Regions from separate parts of the Arachis hypogaea genome. Here region 2 is linked to region 1. The links are chromatin contacts, called in public Hi-C maps. All regions are on one chromosome and are shown on one strand. The core of a region is the stretch at or near the end of the contact, and the rest is flanking DNA. Distances in the headings are between cores, read along the strand shown.

Region 1 (7,310 bases), core at 1,469-3,968:
GCCTGGTGGGCTTCACTGTTACACTCACAGCCGGCGGGACATTCACGGTCACATTGTAAACCGAATCGGCCTCGCCAACATTGGTCAGCCTCCGTGTGTACCGGACAACCCTCTTGCCACCAAACATGACCGAGAATGAAGGGTAATTCAATTGGCCAGGGTCAGAGAACTTCTTGGTGCAATTGAAACCGGAGTGCTTGATTAAGATTTGCAATTGTTCTGGGCTATAGCCCAAGGAGCACAAGAATTTAACGTAGTCACTTGTGGAGGCATCATAGACAAGCCCAGGGGAGAGAGCCTTCTGTGGGTTGACGTGGCCTGAACCGTGAGCCCATGGGTTGGAGAACGAGCCTTCGGCGGCATCATGGAGTAGCGACCGGGTGTTGTCGCGGGTGTAGGCTGTCGTCATGAGTGCCGATTTGATTGCACTGGGACTCCATTCTGGGTGAGCTGCTTTCAGCAACGCAGCCAACCCACTTATGTGCGGACATGACATTGAAGTACCTACAATTCCATAAACCACAACTCCACAATCAATGAATCATCAACAAATATACAAAGCACTAAATTCTCAAATGCACCACTGTTCAATTTCCCACCCCAGTAAACTGTAAATATAATATAGTAACTAGATAGCATGGTTTAAATTACCATAATAATATGTTTGCTCAAAATTTATCAAACAAAGTACATCAATATAGATTAGGTCATTAATAAAGCTTTGATAGTATATAGCACATTTTTATCTAAATGTAAATTCATAACCAATGAACACAGTAGTTTATTAACAAATGACAATTTGAATTTCAGATCATCAAACACTGTATATTTGCTGAAATTTAAAACACGATGCGACAATTGGACAAATATGTTGGCAGAGGAATAAAGAGAGAAGAAACAAAATACCTGACATGATGTTGAACTTAGTCTTGCGAGTGTCCTGAGCCAGCCCAGAGGGCCCAATAGCTTCTGACCAAGCAGCGAGAATATTGACACCAGGCCCAATAACATCAGGTTTTAGTATCTGCCTCGTCACGGTATTGGGCCCTCTCGAACTGAAAGCAGCCACAACAGGCGACGGCCTAACGTTCAAAACCGTCCCACCGAAGCTCAAAACTGCTGTCGCCTTCGGATCCGACCCGACATACTCCCTGATCTGGTCCCCAACAATCCTCCCAACTGCCACCGCCGGCAACAAATGACTATCGGCCACCAACTCCTCCCCACTCTCCGCCGTGTTTGCAAGAATCATCCCGACACCACCGGCGTCCCTCACAACCTGTCCCTTCTCAACCCTCGCATTCATCCCCCTATCGCAAAGAACCACTTTTCCCTTCACCAAATCCGGGTCAAGCGAACCGGGCAGACAAATGCTACTAGACTGGTTCGAATTCTTAAAATAAACCAAACTGACCGGTTCAGTTCCCATCCCTTTCCCACTATAAAGCGAAACCCCAGAAAACTTCTTGTTACCAAGAACCGCAAAAGCCGGGAAGTCACGGTCAAGTGTACCTGCCCCAACGGTCATAATCCACGGTGCCACGTTGGCAAGTGTGCTCTTACTGGGTCCACTGTTCCCCGCGGAGCATGCGACGAAGATCCCTTTCTCAACCGCCGCAAACGCGCCTATCGCGATTGTGTCACGGAAGTAAGGGGCGGAGCCGCCACCGAGGGAGAGCGAGAGCACGTCCACGCCGTCTTCAATTGCACGATCTATTCCGGCGAGAATGTCGGAGGCGAAACAGCCGTCGGTCCAACAAACCTTGTAGGCCGCCACGCGGGACTGCGGGGCCATCCCACGGGCCGTTCCGATGGCGTATCCTAAAAGGCTTGCGTTAGCCACCGGCGACCCCGCTGCTGTGCTCGCCGTGTGGGTTCCATGGCCGTCTTTGTCGCGTGGGGACACAGGCTCCTTCTGTCTCCCTGGGTAACCGCTTCCGGAATTTCCGGACGCCATGTGGAACCCTCTGGAGAAGCTTCGGGCCCCGATGAGCTTCTTGTTGCAGAGTTTTGGAGAGAAGTCCGGGCCTGATTCGCATTGTCCGCGCCACCGGGCCGGGATCTCAGGCATTCCTGCGTCATCGAAGCTTTTGGATTCGGGCCAGACGCCGGTGTCGAGTACGCCGATAATAACGTCATTTAGAGCCCGTCCTAGGTCCTCGTTACTGTGGCCGGCCCACAGGGTGGTTTGGGTTTCGAGGCCAAGGAACTCGGGTGTTCGTGTAGTGTGGAGTTGGTAGAGTGTGTCCTCGTAGATGCCAAGGACTGAGCCCGAGGCGAGAAGGGCTTGGGCCTGTTGTGGGTCGAGAGAGGCAGCAAAACCGTTGTAAGCTGTTTTGTAGGAATAGAGAAGTGGATCCGAATCTGAATCTGAATTAGTTGAGAGAGATTGAAGGCTTGCAATGTACCAGTCATGGTGGGTGGAATATATGGAAGGCTTTTGGTTGTGGTTCATGTGAACAATGTAGGTTTTCTTCTTTGCCACATTATTAATGGGTGATTCTAACGAAGATGAAGAAGAAGAATGTGAGAGGCAGAGGAAGAAGCAGAAGAAGAAAATGGAAGGCATTTTCTCCATGTGAAAGGGGGAAAGGGGAATGAAAAGAAGATGGGGTGTGATTTGATGATTTAAATAAAAGAGAGGGGAATGTGAAGGAGGAGAAAGTAGTGGCAGTGATGGTGGGGAGTGTGTGTGTCAGATAATGGAAGAGAGAACAGACGAGGGACTCTTGTTCCCTTTTTATAATTAAAATATTAAGGAAAGGTGTTTCTTAATGGATCCTTTCTTTAATTAATCTTCTGCCATAATGCCAGCATCAATACTTGAATAGTAATTTTCGGGTAATTTTCTAATTAATTAATACAACTCATTTTATAATGAATATATGTGTAAACTTATTGTATGACATTTTAATAGTTTTTGCAGGTCTTTTTGTCACTTTGGACTTTCTGTCATGTTGATCAGATAAAAAAAATAAATAAATGCTATAGTCTTTATCACTTTATACTTAAGTTACTAAAAAAGATAAATAAATAATATTTAATAAATTTTATATGATTTATTTTATATTTTAAATATTTTAATTTTTTGTTAAAAAAAATTAGATAATTTAGACATCATAACAAAGACACCATAAAATTCACAAAGAAAAAGAAAAGCAATAAGCATATTTGTTCTTCAAAAATGTGTTTGATAAATTTTATGTAGTAAAATCAATGTTGCGGACATTTTTTAATTTCCAAATATTTATATTTGTAAGGTCATGCATATATTTCTCTTATTCAAAAGTTAAATTAATAACACTAATTGGTTTGGAAATTAAATTAAAGGTCTACCATAAATCATAATTATATATGCATGTCCCGGCGGAAAATGCAACAATTTCTCTTTGTAAGTAAATGTATTAAAATTGTGATTAGGAAACATTGCTTTACCATGATGTCATCGATTCCGTTACCTGCTTTTGTACGCGTTTCTTGACTTATTGGGCTGCTAATGCTTTTATATTCTCCATAATCACGCTAGGCATGCTTGATAAAGGAAATATCATCGTGAATTATTATTATTAGGGTAAAATATTATTTTAGTTGATGATGTTTGGGTTAAATTTTAATTTAATTTTTAATATTTTAAATATTTTAGTGTTGTTTCAAAAAATTTAAGATAAATTTAATGTAGTTCTATCATTAAATTTGTTATTAATAATTAAAATATATTTTTTTGTAAAAAATTTTAAATCTTAACAATTAATTGTTAATGTTTTAAAATTAAAAAAAATATTAGTAATGGTTGAAGGATTAATTTTATTTATATATTAAAATTAAATATAATTAATTCTTTAATATGCAAATTATTTGTGTCAAATTTAAAGATAAGGCAATATTAAACTCACATAAAACTTTTTAAGTATTAAAATAGGACGTTTAAAATTTTTTAAAAATAGAATAGGATGTTTGAAAAATCAGAACCAAATTAAAATTCTGTCCAAATATTGAAAACTAAAAATAATATTTTATTATTATTATTAAAGATTAGTTAACGTATACTTTTAAGATTATTATCAAAAAAGTAAATATGTTGTTTTATATATTAAAAAATTTAAATTTTATATCTTTTCAATTGTTAGAAATCAAGAATATATATATATATATATATATATATATATATATATATATATATATATATATATATATATATATATATATATATACTCCAACCAATTATTACGTGTTGTTGCTTTTTTTTTCTCCTCTTACGTATGTGTTGTTACTATTACATCTTTCTTTTCTTTCTCTTTCTTTATTTTTTTGCACTTCTTTTTTTATTATCATCGTCATCATTGTTACTGTTGTCGTCATCGTCACTGCCACTGCTATAATATCCTACTACACAAAACTTTATGTTTAAATTCGTAAATCAGAAATGGTAGAATATTAAGACATATAAAAGTAAAATACAAATATAGATATATAAGAAAAGAAGCTTAACTAGAGCCTTGAAGAAAAGTTAAATAAAACAGAAGTCAAAAGTCACATAACCATAAAATGCATGATTAGTGAAATAGAAGAAATACAATACATATGAGATAAGAGTTTCAAAAGGGATGCATATTAGCAAGCTCCATACTTGACCTACGAAGCAAAGACCAGCTAGAGTAAATATATACATATACACAACCCAAAAGTTTACCAAAATACAAGTTATAAATCCTGTTTCTCCAAGTCAACCTCTAGGAGAGACAAGATACAAATATATACAAAGTGGAGAACATATATACATATATAAAAACTAAATACATAATAAAAATCCCAAAATCCATATATCTTCGCTTCAAGTGAGTCTCCAGCACGCTTAGCGAGGTGACTCGCATCTTGCATTTGAAAAATAACAGAACATGTATGGAATGAGAACCGGGAGTTCTCAGTATAGTAAAGGTGCCCATATAGATAATAAATAACGTCCTGAAAAGCCAAAAGCATTCTAAAATTCGCAACAGTTCAAATCAAATCCTAGAGTTCTCACTAAGCCAGAAGCAAGGTAACTATATCCAAGGATTTTTTATCCTAACTCTTCGTTTTCTGCTCTCTACGAACCCCAAATTCACCAAGTGGAACAACCCTCAACGCCTCCTTCATCCGCCAGAGGGATCTCTTAGAAGCAAACACAAGCAAGATAGAAAAGGAAAGCACAATTATGGAACAGATACAACAAATAGAATATGTAGCAGCTCATTACAGATAGGCAGTTAGGCAAGCTAAAACAAATGCAAACTCAAACAAAACATACAAGTGCATATGATGCATACCTGCCCTATGGCCGATGAGTCTCATCTGTTATCCAGCCAAACCCGACATGTCCGATAGTGAACCTTGGATAGTCCCTGTATGTGTGCATCCCCAAGAGTCTATGCATATATATAATCAATCATTTATCATCTCATTGGAAGAATTCGAGGAGTTAAAGTGCTTAGTCACATTTTGCGACGGAGGGTTAACAGAGTATCAAATCTCAACCTAGAGCAAGTGTTGGCAAGCCACTGCATCTACCCAGAAAAACTCGTGTCTTAGATAATATAATGCAACGCAAGATGGATCTTTCATATCATCAATATCATTCATCAATATCATTATCACAATTCATCAACATCATCATGATCCTTATTCATATCTTATATCACTTTACCCATGCCTTATTAATTCAATTTTGCACTTCACAAACCTCCTTTAATGTCAACCTAACTCCCTCACTAGGTCTACTCCCTTTCCTAAGCCTGACTCTAGGTCTACTCACTTCACAAATAGGGATTACAGAAGTTTAAAAAGATAGAGAAGTGTTAAAAACTCAAAAATTGCACTTTTCAGCAAAGTAGAGGTCATGTGTACGTGAGGCTCCTGCTGCGTACGTGAGTATTTTGGGCAGAGGACCCATAAACCATCAAAATTACACAATTCTCAATACCCAAGAACCAAAATCCGAAAATATAAGACAGGTAAGGGCTGGGTGAGAAATTTGAATTTCTTACCACTTCTTTCAGATGAATTTGAAGGGCTCGGGGAGACGGTCACGTGGCCGGAAAACAGTGCAACGATCAGAGCTCCAGATTGAAAGTTAGAAGAAATCGAAATTAAAAGTGGAATAGAGGTTAGGGTTCTTGTATTTTGCTTCTTCCTCAGCGTGGTTTGATGAAAGGTAAGGGAGGAAGGCTGAGTTAAGTTATATATATTGGGGCTTGGGCCCAATATGGGTCCGGTTGTTTGTTGGCCCAGTTTTGGACCAAAATCTTTAAAATTAGTGTTTTAATTCATATTTTAAATATTTTTACTTCTCTAAAATATAAAACTTAATTTTCTAATCTCTTTGGCTCATAATTAATTTATTAGTTAATCATTTATTAATTTACCAAGTTTTACGTTTTACCCCTCTAATTATGAATTTTGTCCCGAAAATTCAATTACATGAGAATATTTGTGGGTAATCCTTCCACATCTCTGATTCATGCTCCCAGGTGTGCTCTTTAAATTTGGCACGACTCCACGCAACCGTTGCTAACGAGAATTCCTTTCAACGGAGTTTCTTGATACCGACATTGTCAATTCTGACCGGGATTACTTGAAACGTCAAATCTCCTTTCAATTAAATTGATTCGGGTTCTAAGACATGGCTTGCGTCAAAGGTATACTTCCGAAGCTGCGAAACGTGAAATATGTTGTGCAGGTTCATAAGACGAGGTAGTAGAGCCATCCGATACACCATCGACCCAATTCTCTTTAGAATTTAAAATGGACCAAATAACTATGATTCAGTTTCTTTGTCTTTATCGCTCTTCCAATACTTGTAGTCGGAGTAACCCTTAGAAACACATGGTTGCCCTCTTCAAACTCTAAAGGTTTTTGTCTCTAATCAGCATAGCTTTTTTGATGACTTTGAGCGATAATGATTCTAGATCAGATCTTCCTAATCTGTTTCGTCGTCTCTGCCACCAACTCAGGCCCTAACAAACTTGATTCTCCGGCTTCATACCAACATAGTGGAGATTGACACTTCCTCGCATACAGAGCGTCATACGGAGCTATTCCGATACTCGCATGGTAACTATTGTTGTACACAAACTCCACTGGTGGCATGTATCAATCCCAACTTGCCGGTTGGTCCAGCACACAAGTTCTCAGCATATCTTCCAGAGTCTGTATTGTCCTCTCAGATTGACCATCGATTTAAGGATGGTACGTAGTGCTTAGGCATAATCGAATCTTGAGCACTTTCTGGAAGGATCCCTAAACCCTAAAAGTGAAATGAGGATATCTGTTAG
Region 2 (7,310 bases), core at 1,344-3,843, 110 kb before region 1:
AAAAAAAGTATAAAAAAAATTAAATATGTATAAAAAGATAACATTATAATTTAATATCATGTCCAAAAGTAATTATCTATCTAAAAGTGATTTTAACTAATATTATTTAAATAATATTTATTTTATCAAAATCAATTTTGATATAGAATTGCCAAATATAAATCATGTTGACACAAACTTACTTCTACCCAAAATCAATTCTATAAAATCACTTTTATTCAAACTTCAACTTGACAAACTACAATCCAAACACACACTTAAGGTTTGTGATTCTTCTTTAGATTTTTTAATTTTTTTATTTGTTGAAAAGTGATACATTGATAAAATTATTGAGAAGTGAATGATGTGAAGTGTGAGAGATCTCAATTAATAAGATTTAGGCTAAAAAATACATAATTAGATTTATGTTTAAAACGTCTTGAAACTACATGAATTATGTTTAGGTTCTTAAAGTTTAAAATATTCTATTTGAATAAAAAAAATTTATTTAACTCCGAGAACAAAGTTAATATTATGGAGAACAAGTACAAACTCCAAAGAAATAAAATCAACCATGGATGTATCAATATATTTATTTATTATTTTTCTTAAAATTTAAATGAAATATTTTTTATAAAACTAAGGAGAATGATAAATAAATGTATTGATGCATTTACAGTTGATTTTGTGCCTTTGGAACTTGTACTTGTTCTCCAAATTATTGACATTATTCTTATACTACTGTTATGTAGGATATTCTGTTAATTATTTAATTTTAACCTCACGGTGAAATTACATTAAAACTAAATGAAATTTTTTTAAATTTAAATAAAACACTTTAAATTTTAAAAACTAAAATAAAATTATACCCAAACATAAAAAATTAATTTAATACTTTATCTTAAAATTTAATTTGCAAATTTCATGGATTATTATACCGGTGCGTTGGAAGGGGCGGGTTTGTGAAAAAGAGGTTGAGTTCTAGGGGAGAAGACCATAACTAATCAATTTTTTTTATTCTATTTTCCACTTTACAATGGCAGATAATGACTAACAGTATATGTAGGATCATTAACTAATGATATTATTATCCAGTTAACGATTGGTCACAAAAAGTACCATTAGTGATTATAAATTAGTTTTAAATTTTATATAATTAATGTTATTAGTGTTATAATCTTTTATAGTTAATTTTAGTACTTCACTTTAAACTAATCTATTTTTAACAATACCTGTAAAAAAAAGTCTCAATTGTTTCTTTTTTTTTTTGGTAAAATGCAAAAGTTGACAAAATTTATTTTATAGATATCGAACGTGCATTATTAATATTTACGACCTTTAATAAAGTGGTTAAAGTTAATTAAAAAACAAAAAACAACTTTGTCACAACATTTCAAAAGGTATTTTTACTTACATTTTTATTTTTTTATATTGAAATAAAAAGTACACCAAAAAATATTTTTTACATTTTTTTCTTATTTTTCAAATGATTTCTTTTTAAGAAATGTATGTATTTTTTCTTTATTTGTCAATAGTATTTATTGTTGAATTTAACCACTAATTTCTATGCGCACTTTATCCATTTAAGGACAAGGCATCAAAGGTCTGATCATGAGATCTTTTTTATACATAAAGTGATATTTAGACTCTCAATTTTTTAGTTAAATAACGAACAAAGATTCAATCTAGTTTCTATTAATTTCTTTAAACGACAAAGCAATTTTTATCTAAAAATGGAATACTTTGGCCTCCAAGAATATTATTTTGAAACAATACAAAATTTTCTGTTAAAAATCTATGAAATAATAACAAGTTAGTTTTATAGGAGTTTTATTTGTAGTTTGTAGAATTATAAATTCCTACAAAAAAAAAATTTAACAATGGGATCAATTATAACCACCTTCATCATCATCATTGTTATAATTTATATCTCTACTACTTCATACCTTGTTTATCATAATTGTTTTCTCTACCCTCGTCAACTACAATATCAACACCATCAATATCATCATTTACTTAATTTTTGAGTGATACTATTTTTTCATTTTAAAAGCTTTTTAGTTCTACGATTAATTTTTTTCTTGTAATATTATTTCTGGCAATGGTTCTTCTCTACTACTACCACTAGTGAAAAAATTTTCAAAAATAAATTTATTAATAATTTGTGAGATGTTTTTGTTTTTGGGTTATAGGCTAAGTCCAATAACCCTATCCAAACCCCAATGTGTGAGGTGTTGAAAATCCCACAAATCGTAGATAAAAATCGAAAAGATTACTTTTCATTCTATTTAACGGATTTTTAACAAAAAAAAATTAGTATTAACCCCAAATAATATTGTTAGGGCTGCGGACCCGAAATACTTTTTTATTTTTTTTACCGAAACTGTCTTATTTTTTGGGAAAACGGACAAAGAGCGGTTGCGTTTACTCTTCAATAATTAGTTATCATGCCATATTATTTTCTTTTTATTTTTATTTCTTTTTTTTTGGATTGGCAGAGTGGTTTCTTTTTTAATTCTGAGCAATTTTGACCAATCAACTTGTTTACTTTGGGCTCTATAGTAACCCAAATTTATCCATTACAGTATTTTTGGCCTTTATATAGTGGGCCTTTGATATTTTTGGTGGCAAATTCGAACACTGTTTTTAAACATTACGCCCATCAGTATCGAGACCCCTCTCTCTTCAAACCCCTCCTCCCCCCCCCCCAAAAAAAAAAAAAACAAATGCATTATACTGACTATTAAGCTTACCCTAAATTTATTTATTTTTAACAATATTTACTTTCAATAATTTTCTTTTAAACAATATATACAATTTTATGAGTAGTTTTTGTTACTCAATCCTGTATTAATCTTTTTCTTATAACTTTTTATTAATAATATATTTTCTTGACAAAAATGAATACTAATATGATATATTTTGTAATGCTCTTTGCACATTAAAATATGAGAGGCATTACTAGAATTTTATGCATTTTAAATTTTCCCTTCCAAATTACACATGAAGACCAAGCAATTAGAATTAGTGTGGTTTTGAAAGATCTTATAATTTTTTTGATTCCGTAAAAGTTTTATGTTACTGTTCAATATATAGCTAAAGTGACTTATATTAATATTAGTATTCGTTTGTGGATAAAAATGAGTTGGTCTAATGTTCTGTTCACAAAACAAAAAGCTAAATTACACAAAACCTTTTTCGGTGGTTCTTTTTCTTGAGAAATGAAATCTGAACTTCCATCTCATTTCAATGGATTTTCCTTCTTGTCCCCTTGTTCATTTTCTTGGACTCTTCCCTGACTTGACTTTGCATTAATTGATACGTTATACGGTCTTATATCCCAATAGAAATAATCAATTGACTCTTAGGAACGGATTGGACTGGTTGGTTCAACTTGATTAACCAGCATAATGTTTGATCTGATTCATATGATCGCGATGAAAAGTCTATTATGGTGTTTTCTTGAACCGATACTGATAATAATAATAATAATATGTTTCATTGTTGTTAAGTTTGAAAATAATCTTATAATTATTTGAGATGATAAACATTTAATTAATTATATTGATTGATTGATTAATGGCTTGACCTAATATGTTATAACATTTCAGCTTTAAAATTGATATAAATGTTTATTTGGTATCAAATTAGAAAAGATCGCTGTAGCGAAAAATAGAAAAGAAAACATATAACAATAACGATGATTACGGACAGCAAGAAACGGATAATTGAGCACATTGCTTCAACTGGAACATATTTAAAAAAATCAAATATTATGAGCAACATTTGAAGAGAACTTAAAAATGTAGCTGTTGGATATAGAAGATATAAATCACGTCATTAATAATAACCCAATCAGCTACAACAGCTAACTAAAGATTACTTTTCAATTTAAGAAGAAGAACAAGGTTTTAAGCAACTTAAGGAGAACGATTTAAAAATCAAATACTGCACAATTGAATGTCTTTTTTTTTGGTATTTGATATTCAGTTTTTGAGTCTTTCTAATACTAAAAAAAAATGCATGTGATCTTTTAAGGGAACATTTTCAAAAAGTCTATGAATGATAAGTCATAAATTAGGAAGAGCACACAACACAGTTTCAATTAATTTGAGTCTTGGTTTGTTCAGTTTTGAAAAGTTTGTTTGGTCTGGAAATCAGTTTATGAAGCACGATGTAGTGCTTTGTTTGTCTTGGTGTTGAACCAGTTTCATTTGTTAGTCTTTGATGAGTTTGGAAAACTCTAATTTAGATTGATGATGATCAAGCATTATTAAAACAATTAATTACAAAATTATTAATTTGATTCTTAATTCATATTTGCTAATTAATAATTTTGTTATTTGCAGAGTTTGTTTTGGGCCAAAATAGCAAGTTCCATGTGAAATTAAAATTCAGCCTTAATTTCAAAAAATGTCTTGATTGTTATGGCTGAATTATTGCTATGATTATTGGGCCAGATTTATTTAAACAAGCCCAAAATTATTATTTGCTACAAGACCAAAATGGTTGGTCCGAATTGAAAAAAGAGAGAAAGTTAATGTTGCATGCTTTCAACGGATTCCACTTTCATCTTTTAATGGAATTCAAATTTTTATTAAGTGAAGTTAATGCAGACATTGAAAACATGAAAGAGAAAATGCAAAGAGATTTGATGGCATTAAGTGTAGCTTACACGCTACTAGAAAAAAAAGCATGGGGAGTTGATCTTAATTGATCTTATTTTATAACATTCATTACTCCCATAGCTTTGCTTTTCTCTCTCTTCTCTCTCAACTCTTTTTTCTCTTTCGATCACTTCACAGAAAATATGGAAGCTAATGCAAGCTATCAGAAAGAAGAAGAAGCTAATAACAAGACCATTGTGATGATGGCATCAAGAAAAAGAAAATCTGAAGTATGTTGTGGCTAAGATCTTTACCACAAAAGGCAAGATGTGGGGAAGTAATCTTAAACTCTCCATACCCTAAAATAGAAGAAGATCAACTCGGTCAGAGGAATAAGATCCTTGGAGGGATGGCTCATCTCAGCTTTTGATCAACCACCATAGGAGGTAGCTACTATAGCTACTTGGAGGAAGAGGCAGAAGTTTGAGCAGATGGAGTTGTCATCATCAAGAACGCATCAAGGGCTAGGAATCCTTCTTGGAGTGCAAGTCAAGATGGAAGGCCCGGATTGATGAAGCTTGGTGTGAAGGGTAGACACAGAGGTAATTGAATGTTGGGTTTTACATTCGGTTGTCTCTCCTCTCTCTCTCTGGCCGAACCGGTTTTTGCATGAAGAAGAAGAAGTTTAGCTCGGTTCAAGAGTTTCAACCTTGGAGGCTTCTCCTTCTATAAATAAGGGAGAACAGCCAGGACTTGAAACAAGGAAAAGAGTGAAAGCACAGTGTTCCTATAGCTACCCCAGCTAATAGAAGTTCTTCTCCTTCAATGTGGTTCATTTTTTATTTTTCTGTTTAATTTTGTTTGTCTTGAGTCTCATGGAAAAAGACAAACAGTGAGGTTTGTAAGAAAAAGCCATAGAGCGAAAAAATACAGAGTATACAAAATTAAAAGAAAAAGCCATAGATGTCCTTAGAGGTCCTTTGTATATCTGTGTTGTGTTTCATGATTCTGTGGGAATCTCCTTGTAAGTTGGGTTAGCACTTAGCAGTTGAAAGTTTGGTGGGTTACCAAGTCAAGTTCAGGATTGGGGTTAGATTTTGGACTTCTCCCAGATCAGAAGGGTAGTTCCTAGGGAGAATTGGTGTATGTAATCATGATTATAGTGAAATTCAATCATTGTTGTGATGGAGATTGGATGTAGGCTGCATTGAACTTAGCAGCTGAATCAGGATACATCTTGGTGTAATTTTTTCTCTCTTCTACTCTATTTCTGTTTTTGCTGCATAGGAGACAAAACTAAAAAATATCTCTTGGCTGGTTACGAGACAAAAAGAAAAAGTCTATTAACTAGGCACGAGACAAAAACAAGAAATATCTCCTCAAGTTCTCAAAAGGACAACAAGTGTTATTAAGCAAAAAAAAAATGGGGCTAAGATTCAATCCCCCTTCTCTTAGCTAATGATATACCATCAATTGGTATCAGAGCTTGGTGTCAAAGAGATCAAACTTTGCAGCTTGGAGAAAAGATCCAGATGGCAGATAACAGTGGCTCAAATCTGGTGTCTTACAATCCGACAGAAAGACAGTCAAGCAACAGACCTCCTCTTTTCAATGGGAAGAACTACACCTATTGAAATGAGAGAATGAAGATTTTTGTGTAAGCAGTAGATTACAAACTTTGGAAGATCATCCTGGAGGGTCCTCAATTCCCAATAACCACAAGTGCAGAAGAAGTAGTCTCTCTTAAAGCCGAAGCCAGTTGGACTAAAGAAGACAGAAAGAAGGTGGAGCTAAATGCCAAGGCTATCAACTTGCTCAATTGTGCAATCAGCTTCGAGGAGTACCGACGGGTATCACGATGCACAACGGCAAAGGAAATCTGGGACAAACTTCAAGTCACTCATGAAGGAACCACCATAGTAAAGAAGACCAGGATAGACAGCTAAACAGAGATTATGAAATGTTCTCAATGAAGGAAGGAGAATCAATAGATGAAATGTTTGAAAGATTCAACATCATCATTGTTGGCTTGGATGCTATGGGAATCAAGTATCCTGAATCTGTGCTTATGAGGAGAGTTTTGAGATGTCTCACAAAAGAGTGAGAAACTAAGGCATTAATCATATCTGAGAGTAGTAGTCTTGATTTCATGACATATGATGACTTGAGAGGAAATTTATTGCTTTTGAAAACACCTATTTGAAAAAAGATTAAAAAAGAAAAAGAATAGCTCTTACATCTGTTTCTAACCCCCTGGATGATGAATCCAGTGATTATTCCTCTGAAAATGAATTTGTGTTGTTTACTAAAAAATTCAGGAAAATGGTGAAGCTCAAGGAAAGAAGCAAGGGAAGTAGTTCAAGAAAACAAAAGAAAGATTTCAGCAAGGTGACATGCTACAACTGCAAAGAGACTGGGCATTTCAAATCCGATTGCCCTAAGTTGAGGAAGGAAGAAAAGCCAAAGAAGGGAAAGAAAAAGGGTCTGATGGCTTCTTGGGAGGACTTGGAAAATGACTCAGAAGATGATGAGGAATCAGAAACCAAGTCCCAACCATGTCTCATGGCAGATCACGTTGAACAGGTAGTCTTTCATAACCCTGACACTGAAGATCTTCATCTTATGATAGACTACCTTTCTGAAAAAATTAGATGTTTCTTGCTTGATAACCAAGATCTTGAATCAAAAATCACCATTCTTAAAGCTGAAAATGGTTTTCTCAAA

The links. A called contact is a pair of places that touch in the nucleus more often than the background predicts.
Region 2: a Hi-C map of an unstated tissue shows a contact between it and region 1, with 4 times the contacts expected there. The contact joins the enhancer-like site here to the promoter of LOC112790521 in region 1. A contact is called at or near these places in 3 of 8 Hi-C or Micro-C datasets (leaf and an unstated tissue).

Annotation. Positions count from the first base shown.
Region 1 is chr3:49,008,508-49,015,817 of arahy.Tifrunner.gnm2.J5K5, reverse strand. It overlaps LOC112790521 (subtilisin-like protease SBT1.8), which reads right to left and starts at 2,718. Exons shown (of 2, transcript XM_025832960.3): 1 at 907-2,718; 2 at 1-504. The coding sequence starts at 2,578.
Region 2 is chr3:49,122,269-49,129,578 of arahy.Tifrunner.gnm2.J5K5, reverse strand. No RefSeq gene overlaps it. Among protein-coding and RNA genes, the nearest start is that of LOC112790523, 14 kb to the left of the region's middle. Within about 2 kb of position 2,593, at least 3 of the 3 cell types and tissues checked have open chromatin away from gene starts, as enhancers often do.